Regions from separate parts of the Mus musculus genome. Here region 1 is linked to region 2. Evidence: chromatin contacts called from public Hi-C data. All regions are on one chromosome and are shown on one strand. Each heading gives the region's core, a stretch centred on a gene start, on an enhancer-like site or on the middle of the called end of the contact. The rest is flanking DNA. Distances are from core to core; before and after follow the strand shown.

What was found. Hi-C and Micro-C count contacts between places; a contact is called where the count stands out from the background.
Region 1: a Hi-C map of the Ba/F3 cell line shows a contact between it and region 2, with 6 times the contacts expected there. The contact joins the promoter of Golga5 here to the enhancer-like site in region 2. A contact is called at or near these places in 2 of 39 promoter capture datasets (the C10 cell line and neutrophils), 3 of 15 datasets of contacts at CTCF or cohesin (embryonic stem cells, large pre-B cells and pro-B cells), 16 of 484 Hi-C or Micro-C datasets (the Ba/F3 cell line, CD4 T cells, ECoMG-derived neutrophils and 9 more), 4 of 115 datasets of contacts at active chromatin or transcription factors (the HPC-7 cell line, bone marrow-derived dendritic cells, bone marrow-derived macrophages and 1 more) and 2 of 9 other capture datasets (adipose tissue and liver).

The regions. Positions count from the first base shown.
Region 1 is chr12:102,466,378-102,471,711 of GRCm38.p6, forward strand. It overlaps Golga5 (golgi autoantigen, golgin subfamily a, 5), which reads left to right and starts at 2,757. Exons shown (of 13, transcript NM_001199004.1): 1 at 2,757-2,986. It overlaps Gm30198 (a long non-coding RNA gene), which reads left to right. Exons shown (of 3, transcript XR_381856.1): 3 at 785-1,499.
Region 2 is chr12:102,347,612-102,352,323 of GRCm38.p6, forward strand. It overlaps Rin3 (Ras and Rab interactor 3), which reads left to right. Exons shown (of 10, transcript NM_177620.4): 4 at 3,271-3,343. Among named protein-coding and RNA genes, the nearest start is that of Rin3, 67 kb to the left of the region's middle. Within about 2 kb of position 3,215, at least 36 of the 459 cell types and tissues checked have an H3K27ac peak or open chromatin away from gene starts, as enhancers often do. A contact at or near this core is called in the Ba/F3 cell line, ECoMG-derived neutrophils, the G1E-ER4 cell line and 2 more, where this site is marked.

The DNA.
Region 1 (5,334 bases), core at 1,507-4,006, 120 kb after region 2:
CAGAGATGACTGGGTTTCTTGGATATACATATTAATGTTTTCATCAAACTTGGGGAGTTTGGGACTATTATTTTCTGTGATATTTTCCTCTCCATCACTCTCTCCTTTTAGATGGGGACATCTTTATTAACTTCTCTGTCCCTTGCTGTGATCAAATAGCTGACAAGAAGCAACTCAAGGGAAGAGTTTATTTTGCTCAACGTTTCATGACCTGTATCCATTTGAGGGGTTCTGTTGCTGTGGTAAACACCACAACCAAAGGCAACTTGGGAGGAAAGTGTTTGTTTCAGCTGACAGGTTACAGTCTCGTGTATCCCAGGCTGGCCTTGAACTTGTCACGTAGCTGAACATGTCTATGATTTCTTATCCTTTGTCCTCAATCTCCCAAGTGGTAGGATTATAGGCATACACCATCAGGCCCAAATTATGCAGTGTTTGTGATCAAACTCAGTGCTTCATACCTATAACTCAAGCACACTATCATCTGAGCTACAGCCCCAGTCCTCAAAATACTTTTTGGCAGCCTGTCCACGGCCAATATTTTCATTGAGGAAGATTTGATTCTGTCTCAACTTCTTACAGCAAGAGAAAAATAACTTGTTTGCATTTACACCTTACTGCATTTTGTGCTTTATCTGTAAAATAGGGTGATGTATTAGGTTTCATTAGTTAGGCTGTGGAAAAGCCAGTCTTAAATCTCACTAGCCCGTAACTGCAAAGAACTATTTCTAACTGACCACATGTTAGATGTGGACTATTTACTGCTTCATTTTCTTCCTTTCAGGACTCAGTCTAGCAGAATAACCCTAGCTTGGAGCTGCTCTCTCTCAAGAAGAAAAAGAACTGGAGGAAACACACCATTGCCTAACTCTGAACGTTTAGGCTTGTATATAGTTAGGCCTGTCTACATTCCAGCAGTGAATGGTAGATCATATGATCAAACTGTCATCAGTGGAGCTGGAAAGGATATCTCCATCTTGGGATGTAGGACAGTCACCTAGCAACCACTGATGATAAATAGCCCTTAACAGGAAGAACAGCTTAGTTAGAATTAGTTGAGAACTGCAATGCCAGTTACCACACAATAAGAGCAAGACACTCCTTACGGCATTGTGAGAATGGAGCCGCTCAAGGATCCTGAAACTGTTCTCCACTTAAGAAGGGCTCTAAGATCACAGCAACAGTGATTTTCGGCTTCTGCTGGGAGTTAGTCTCACTACTGAGTTGGATTAAACCTGACTTAATAGGAAGAAAATGGCTTGTAGTTATTCCCCATATTCAATGCAGAGACAATAAAAATTTGAGTCTAGGGGCACAGACTTTGGAGTGAGATGGACACCTCCCTTTTAAGGACAGATAATATTGGAACCAGATTATTTAACATCTCTGAGTCTTAGTTTCCTCAATGCCCAAACGCACTTACTTGAGAATTTACCATAGGCTTTTCAGTTGGCGAAATTAGCCTGGTCCTGTTTACCCAGTAGATGTAGCCTTCAGTGAATTATTGAACACAGATTTTCTTTTTAAAAACCCATTTCAAAAAGTCTGTGAGCTGTATGCAAAATATAACTATAGCACTATTGAATAATAGTCTCAGTTCAAGTTATCTTTTCTACAAGGAACCCTCACAAACTGACTTATTTTCCTACCTCGGGATACTTCTCCCTGTTTCTCTTGGTTTACAAAAGGCTCTGAACTATTGTTGATTCATTAGTTTAGGCAAAATCCATCTCTGTCACTTGAAAGCAGGTTCTTTTTAAAAAATTGTATTCTTTTATTTTTTTTCTTATACTATTTTATGTATTTACATTCCAAATGTTGCCCCCCTTACTGGTCCCCCCTTCCCGAGTTCTTCACCCCATCCCTTTAAATTGTATTCTTTTTTTCTTTTAAAGATTTATTTCATTTATATGAGTACACTGTAGCTGCCCTCAGGCACACCAGGAGAGGGCACCAGATCCCATCCCATTACAGTTGGTTGTGAGCCATTGACCTCAGGACCTCTGGAAGAGCAAGCAGCCAGTGCTCTTAACCACTGAGCCACCTCTCCAGCCCTTGTATTTTTTTTTTAATTGGATATTTTTTTTGTTTACATTTCAAATGTTATCCCCTTTCCCAGTTTTTTTAAAATTAGGTATTTTTCTCATTTACATTTCCAATGCTATCCCAAAAAGTCCCCCATACCCTCCCACCCACTCCCACTTTTTGGCCCTGGCGTTCCCTTGTACTGGGCATATAAAGTTTGCAAGTCCAATGGGCCTCTCTTTCCAGTGATGGCCGACTAGGCCATCTTTTGATACATATGCAGCTAGAGTCAAGAGCTCCGGGGTACTGTTAGTTCATAATGTTGTTCCACAGCCCTTGTATTTTTAATTTGTGTGTGTGTGTGTGTGTGTGTGTGTGTGTGTGTGTGCTTTGTGAATGAACTCAGAACTCAGAACTCAGGCCGTTAGTCCTGGCTATTTATCTATGTACTCTATTTACTGAACCATCCCACAGGCCCAGGGATTAGACAGTTCCAGTCTCTGCCTCGAAATCCTCACGTGTAAAACTTTTGAAAGGGAGGAGGAGCTCAGAGGCCTGGGCCGGCTCATGCCCCGCCCAGTTTGGCTTGGGCCCGCCCCTGTGGTGCTCGGGACCCTGCCCCCCGTTGTGGGCGTGCTCCGCAATGTTGTGGAGGCCGCGTGCCGGCGGCGTTACGTCACACGCACGCTGGCGCGGCACCCGGTTCGGCGGCAGACGGAAGGGGGCGTGGCCTGGCGCTAGGGCCCCGCGGCCGCCGGCGCCGCCGCCTGAGTGACCTGCTAGGCGGCCGGCGGCGCTCAGCTTCCGGCCACTCAGGCAGCTCGTTGGCCACTCTGTTTTGAGGTCCTCGCCGCCCTTCCACGTCTCCCGGAAGAGCTAGCCGGCAGGTCCGGGAGCAGCGGGCTGCTGTGGCGGCCCGGGCGGGCGACGAGGCCGCGGTGCTGCCGCTCGGCGTCCTCAGGTGAGGCGCGACCAGGCCGCGGGCGGGACGGCTTGGCCTGCGGGACCCGGTCTCCGCCTTTCCCGAGCGCTGTCGTGCTCGTCTTCGCTCAGGGACAAGGAAGGGGATGCCAGAGCCCCGTAGCCTCCGGATACCGAGGCTGACCCGCCCTCCACCCCGACTCTGCTCTGGGGACCCAGTACGATGTGTTCTCGCCTCTCGGGGACCCGTGGTCACACCGCCGGGCCTGACCCCTGACCCCCGCCTCTGTGTGACATCTGACCTTCCCGGTGGCTTTGCACCACGGGAAGTCCCCTCTTGGAGTCTGTCACTGAGATAAGAGCTCAGGTTTAGTGTCTACGATCCACGTGAAAGATATGTTTTAAAGCCCCGTTAACTTTCAGATGGGAGGCAAGACATTAATTGTCTTCAGGCTTTTTTTTATTAGGAGAGCTACTTTTCTCTCGCTCATCACTAATTTTTACATCGAGCTTGTGTAACGTTTTATAAGTCAGAAGGCATGTTACATTCCTTTTTCATTTGGTTTCTCATAAATTGAAATACACACTTAAATGGGTTTCCTAAAGAGTGTGTTGAAACAGTTAACTTCCGACGAGGTTAGAGCGGAGAGGTTAAAAGGTGGGTTTACCTCTAGGTTGACCTAGATTCCAGTGTCTGAGGTGCCATCGAAGTTCCAGGATCTTTCTAAGCCATATCCATCTTTATTTGTTTCTAAAGGACTTTACAGTTTGCCATATAATGTAGCTGAGCATTATGTTACTATATTATTTTTATTATTTTATTTTTATATTATATTATTTTTAGTGATAGTGTTTGCACAACACTTGACATATAAGGATGAATTACTTCAGTAGTGTTTCTAGGAGTGCCTGTGTGTGGGCTAGAATTGGAATTTATCATTGAGCAAACCAGGCATTGTGTGTATCCACCCACTCCCCCTTCCCCAGCAGGGAGAGACATGTTTTAAAACAACAGTTGCAACAACCTGAAGCAGTGTAAGGCAAAAGAAGGGCATGCACACAGAATAAAAAGACCTAGCATAGAAGGGAAGGAAAGACAACTCTGATGCCAATTTAGTGAAGAAAGCCCAAGATCTAATAGTTCCAAGCCAAAGGGACACTGACCACATTCAACCAACACTGTTGACTTTGTAGTTTACTTCATTCTACAGCTTAAAGGTTAATTTTACTTCGTGGCCTTGACTTTGGCACCTGGAAGTTTTTTCCATGTGTTGGTTAAATAGATAATTTATACAGTCATTTTTTTAAAAAAAAAATTGAACTCAGCTGGACATGCACATGGTAGGTACTAAATATTTAAATTACTGAAAATTTACTTTAGACCTATATATGCTGCATACATAAATCACAGGAGTGCTTCACTGTTAGTTTTGTTTGTTACTGTTTTTTCAAGATAGGATTTCCCTCTGTATCCCCTGGCTGTCCTGAAACTCACTCTGTAGACCGGGATAGCATCAAATTCAAAGATCCACCTGCCTCTGCCTCCCAAGTGCTGGGAATAAAGGCCTGTGCCACCACCACCTAGCAGGAGTGCTTCACTTTAACAGTAGTAACTTTGTGATAATCAAGTGGGGTTTCTTGGTTTGTTTTGTTTTGTTTTTCTGTTTTCTTTTTTTTTTTTCCAAGTTCAGCCCTTTGAAACAAATTTCAGAGGCTTTTTATTTGGTTGTGCTGGAATTTTGCCAAGCATTTTTTTTTTTCTGTTTGAATCCTGTATGAGTTTGTTATGACACCCATGAAAAAGTATCATAGGCCAGAGGGATTAACAGTAGAAATTGACTTTTCTCACAGTTCTAAGGCCACAATAAAGGTATTGGCTAGGTTGACTTGTTTATATTATTATTATTTTACTTACTAGTTGTGTGTGCACTTGTAAATGTGGGCATATTTGTGACCAGAGGACAATTTTCTTGGGGCTTCTGCCTCATTCATCAGTAGGTTCTGTGGTTTGAATTCAGACTGTCAAGCTTCAGGGCTAGGGCTTTTACCTGCTCAGCTGTCTGAAGGCTGACTTCTGAGGATTTCCTTTTGCCTTAGAGCTAGCTGTCTTCTCTCCTGCTTTTACATGGTCTCTCTTTATGACTATTTGTGTATATATCTCTTCTAATAATAGACATCAGTTTAAATTACATCTTTAAAGTCTGTGTTTCTTTTTTCTTTTTTAGATTTATTTTATGTATATGAGTACACTGTTGTTGTCTTCAGACATACCAGAAGAGGGCATCGAATTCCCATTACAGGTGGTTGTGAGCCACCATGTGGTTGCTGGGATTTGAACTCAGAACCTCTGGAAGAGCAGCAGTCAGTGCTCTTAACCACTGAGCCATT
Region 2 (4,712 bases), core at 1,965-4,464:
CCTATTTTTAAATAGGTTATTCATTTAAATTTTTTTCCTCCAATTTTAGCTGGGCATGCCTTTCATCCCAGCACTCAGAAAGCATAACTATTTGGTTGCCATGGAACAGAACCAATAACAGTGTTTTATTCTAATGTTGATATTGTAAAAGCCAGGAGCTGGGCTGGTGCATCTCTACCCCCATCTCCCAGTCATACAGCCTTAATGGAGAGTGGTAAGGTAAAAGACCTCCTTCTAAGAAGTAGATTCTGATTGCTGTCACCTGAGGCCACCTCAGTACAGACTGGCTCCCGCTGGCTGGCGCTGGAGTATCACTCCATGAGGTGAGAACTCTGGAACATTCTGAACTAAGGCACTCACTGAGGGGCTCTGGAGAAGATAGACACTGACATCCAGCATGACCAGCTTGGTCTAATGTCTTGGTCAGGAGGGACAGGCTGGCAGGCTCTGTGCCACAGAAAATTGCCAAGTGCAGAAGTGGGTGCTGGGTGTCCCCAAGGCCATGTAAGGCGATGTGAGATTAAAGGTGACATGGCCTCTTGGCAGTGCTGGGGTCTGGGCATTTGTCAGTTTTGGGCAGTCTATGAGGATATACCAGATAGACTACTTTAGGAGAAATCTCTGCCAAACCCTGCTTATGGAAGCCATACTCAGGGCTAGAAAAATGGCTCCCTGGTTAAGAGTACTAGCTGCTCTTCCAGAGGACCCAGGTTCAATTCTCAGCAACCACATGGCAGCTCACAACTGTCTATACATCTAAATATGTTTAACTTAAAAAAGTCATTCTTACCCATAATAAAAAAATCTCAGCAAAACGATGCAGGAAGGCCAAACTCACTCTAGTGAACCGTCCTCATCTGTTTTAAGTAACAGTCTCATTTAAACTTCATTCGGGCATGTCTATTCACTGTGTTTGGGTATCGTATGATTGGCCATTTAAAACATATAATTCAGTGGTGTTAGTGTGTTCAGAGTTGGGCAACCGTCACACCATTTAAGAATGTTTCACCACATCTAGAGGAAACCTCATGTTGCCTAACAGCGTAAACATGCACAGTGCTGCTGAACTCTGCTAAATAAGCCGTTTATGGTTTAGCACAGAACCCCTCATTCCAACCTCCCCAACTCTACCACCTCTCCCCCACCCAGGCTCACACACACACCAGCCTAAGCAACCATCCTCTCTCAGACAGGGTATGCTCACACACCAGAAGACCCATTCTACCCTGTTCTTTGTGGACCTTGGCTATGTGTATGGCCCAGTTGTACGCTGGACACATAGGCAGGAAAGCAAGATGCCCCTGATCTCTTGCTGGTCCCCAAGATACCTGGTACCTGGCCAAGGCTCCCATAGCGCTGCCTCTGTGTGGCCCTACAGAGGCAGCGATGAGAATGAGAAAATAAACAAAGCTAGGAGTAGAGGGTAGACTGAGGGCTGAGAGCCCTGCAGGCTCAAAGGGCAGAGACAGGAGGTAGGACTGAGGAGTACACCATAGAACTGAGGGAAAAGGGTCCCCCCCACCACTTAGCCTATTGCTTCCATGCAACCATGTGTAGCATGGAATCCTCCCACTACCAACGGCCTCTCTGTTTGTCTTACCTGCTAAAACTGCCATTCAGGGCCATTACCATTATTTTGAAGTTCCCTGGGCTATCAGAAGCAGCTCCTGAGAATTGCGTTATTTCATACTTAAAAGGTGGTGTGTTCTTTCCTTCCTGTTGCAACAAAGGATTCAAACTAGATGACTTTCAGCAACAGAAACTTACTCTCTTACGGTTCTGGGGGCCAGACACCTTAAACAAAGGTGGGGTGGGGCTGGTTACTTCTGAGGCCTTAGACCCAAGTGTTTCCTGGTCTCCCAGCTCCAGGCTCCGCCCCGTCTTCACATGGTCATTCCTTCTCTGTGCCTTGGTGTTCTGTCTACTCACAAAGCCTTCTTATAGAAAGGACACCAAACATTCCAAATAAGTTCACATGCCATGTTCTAAGCATCAGGACTTTAATGCATCTTTGTGGGGGCCACAGTTCAGCCCTGGAAAATGGGTACACTTGTAACCCTGGCTTACAGTTATAGACACTAAGGCACAGACAGGCTATGTGCAACAAGCTCATAGAGACATGCTCTTGCCACAGTGATGTAATGCCAGACACACATGCAAGCCCCCAGGCAGGTACAGTACCAGATATAAGCCCTGGAACAAATGATTTCTCTCATACTTACTTCCATGTTCTACATTCCAGCAGGTTGTGGTTCAGGGCACCCTTTTTGACCTCTAGGGAGGAGGCCCATGAACATAGTTTGAAAATAATAAGAATATAGACAGGAGAGCCTCAAGATTATGAGATGGAGCCCCAGCAACATTCCCAGAGGGTGGAAATATCAGGAGCAGGATTTTTTTTAATCTCTTCATAAATACTTATATCTAACCAAACAGGAAGCCACAACCTATTTGTCATAAATAGGCAAATATTAAATTTTTAAGGTGGCCTGAGCTGTTGAGAACAGTGCTTAGGTTACAGGGTGAAGAGGAAGCAGTTGCTATATTGATCTATGTCAATCTCTGCCCTTCTTCTCCAACCTCCAAACCTGTGTAAAACTGGCCTAGGCTTCGCAAACTAGGTAGCAGGCTGGTATCACCTAGAGGACTCTATATTTAGATTGAAAGGGCTGTTCCCTTGGAGGGTGGGAGAAACTGAGGCATGGAGCAGGAAAGGGATTCTTGCAGAGCCAGGTTATCAGTTCCGGGTTCAAAGCTAAGTTTGGAAGACCACTTGGACCATATTTTGCTCCTATTGCATGGAAAAGATACAAGAACAACTCAGTTCACACGTTCATCAGCATACTGAGGCCCAGGGAAGTCCAGTGTAGACGCCTCAGTTCAGGGAACAAAATATGGTAGGCACGTGGTCGTGGGCCTGATTTAGGCATCATGGAAGCCAGTGCATACTGAGACTGTCATTTGCAATTGGCTATACATCTGTAACTACTCTCCGTTTAGAATCCTGTTCACCAAAAATGATGAATGTGTGAATGTGTATTCGTTGATATCAGCCACAGCCATTTAACCCCTGAACTCTCAGCACATCGACACCGTGAGCTCCATTTCTCACTGTGGTTGGCAGCTGATACATAGTGGGGTCCTGTGGGAGGTGCCGGGACCCACAGAGAACATGGCTGGCATGTGCCACCTTCCAGATCGAGGAGAACAGTTAGCTCTCCCCTTTGTCATTAGAGGATGCTTACTAGGGCCTTTTTTGTCTCTCCCCAGTACTGTACCTGGAAGGCTCAGTTCTTGTGTTTGAGGACATCTTCAGACTGATTGCGTTCTACTGTGTCAGTAGGTGAGTAGCCTGGCCCTACAGGAGGTTGTGGGGGAGGATTCCCTTCTTATCTTAATAGAAGCCCACTTGTTGCAGGGCACTCATCTGGTTGCAACAGACATCTATGCAACTTTGGGTGTGTTTGTGGCATGGGAGAGGACAGAGAAGGGGGGGGATGAAGTGAGAGGGGACAGTCCCTTGTCTTTGCTCTGGTAACCACAAGAAGAGAGATCAGCTCTGAAGTTTCCTCTTCTCTTCTGGTAAGGACTTCTCTGCCAGGCATCTGACCCTCAGACTCCCTGCCAGGTTTTCCATTTCTAGTGTGGCCAGCACCAGGGACAGCTTGGGACCCTGCACACAAACCTGTAGGGACAGCAAGAAGGCTTGATGGCCCTCGGTGGGTGGCAGCCTGGGATTCTTCAGATGGAAAGACCACCATAAGTTCTGCTCCATTTACTTGGAACTGGTTTCTGATCAACAAGAATTTAAAAATACATTTGGTGCCATAAACCAACAGCTGAAACTGTAGGCCCTGAACAAGGGCTGATTAGATGTTAGGTAAGACGTGTGGTAGTCCTTGACCCCAAGCTACCTCTGCTAAAACACATGTTCCACTCATAGTACCCTTCCCCACCCTCCAGACCAGGAGAACAAGACTGATAGTTACAGCTGAAAGTCAAATCTGCCACTGCCTGGGGAAGTCTCTCTCCAGCATTCAGTGAGACTCTAAGGGATTTTATACCCACTACATTTTTGTTCGTTTGTTTGAGACAGGGTTTCTCTGTGTAGCCCTGGCTATCATGGAACTTGCTCTGTAGACTAGGCTGACCTGGAACTCACAGAAACCTCTGTGTTCTAAGTGCTGGGATTAAAGGCATGCACTGCCACTTCCCAGCCCTACTCACTGTGACCTTTTTTTTTTTTTTTTTTTTGGTATGTGTCTTAATGTTTGCCTGCATGTATGTATGTATGTATGTATGTATGTATGTATGTATGTGCACCTTGTACATGCAGTGCCCCAAAAGGCCAGAAAACAGCATCAAATACCCTGCAACTAGAGTCACAGACAGATGTGAGTCACCATGTAAGTGCTGGGAACCAAACTCTGTAAGTCCTATATGAGGGCAGCAAGTGCTTGAAGCATTGAGCCATCTCTCCTGCTCCCTCCAGATTGTCTTTTAAAATATTGCCAGCATCCCCACAAGGATTATTCCGTTTTCCTCCATTACACAGATGAGGAAGTGGAGACTGGTAATCAGCAGAGTGAAGTCCAATCTAGAAAAGGCTGCACCATCAGTGCACCCTGCAATAATTCTGTGCATTGGCTTGGCCAGCTAGATTCATAGGGAAAAATTACAGAGGTCCCGGAGACCTTTGTGCTTTACAACAC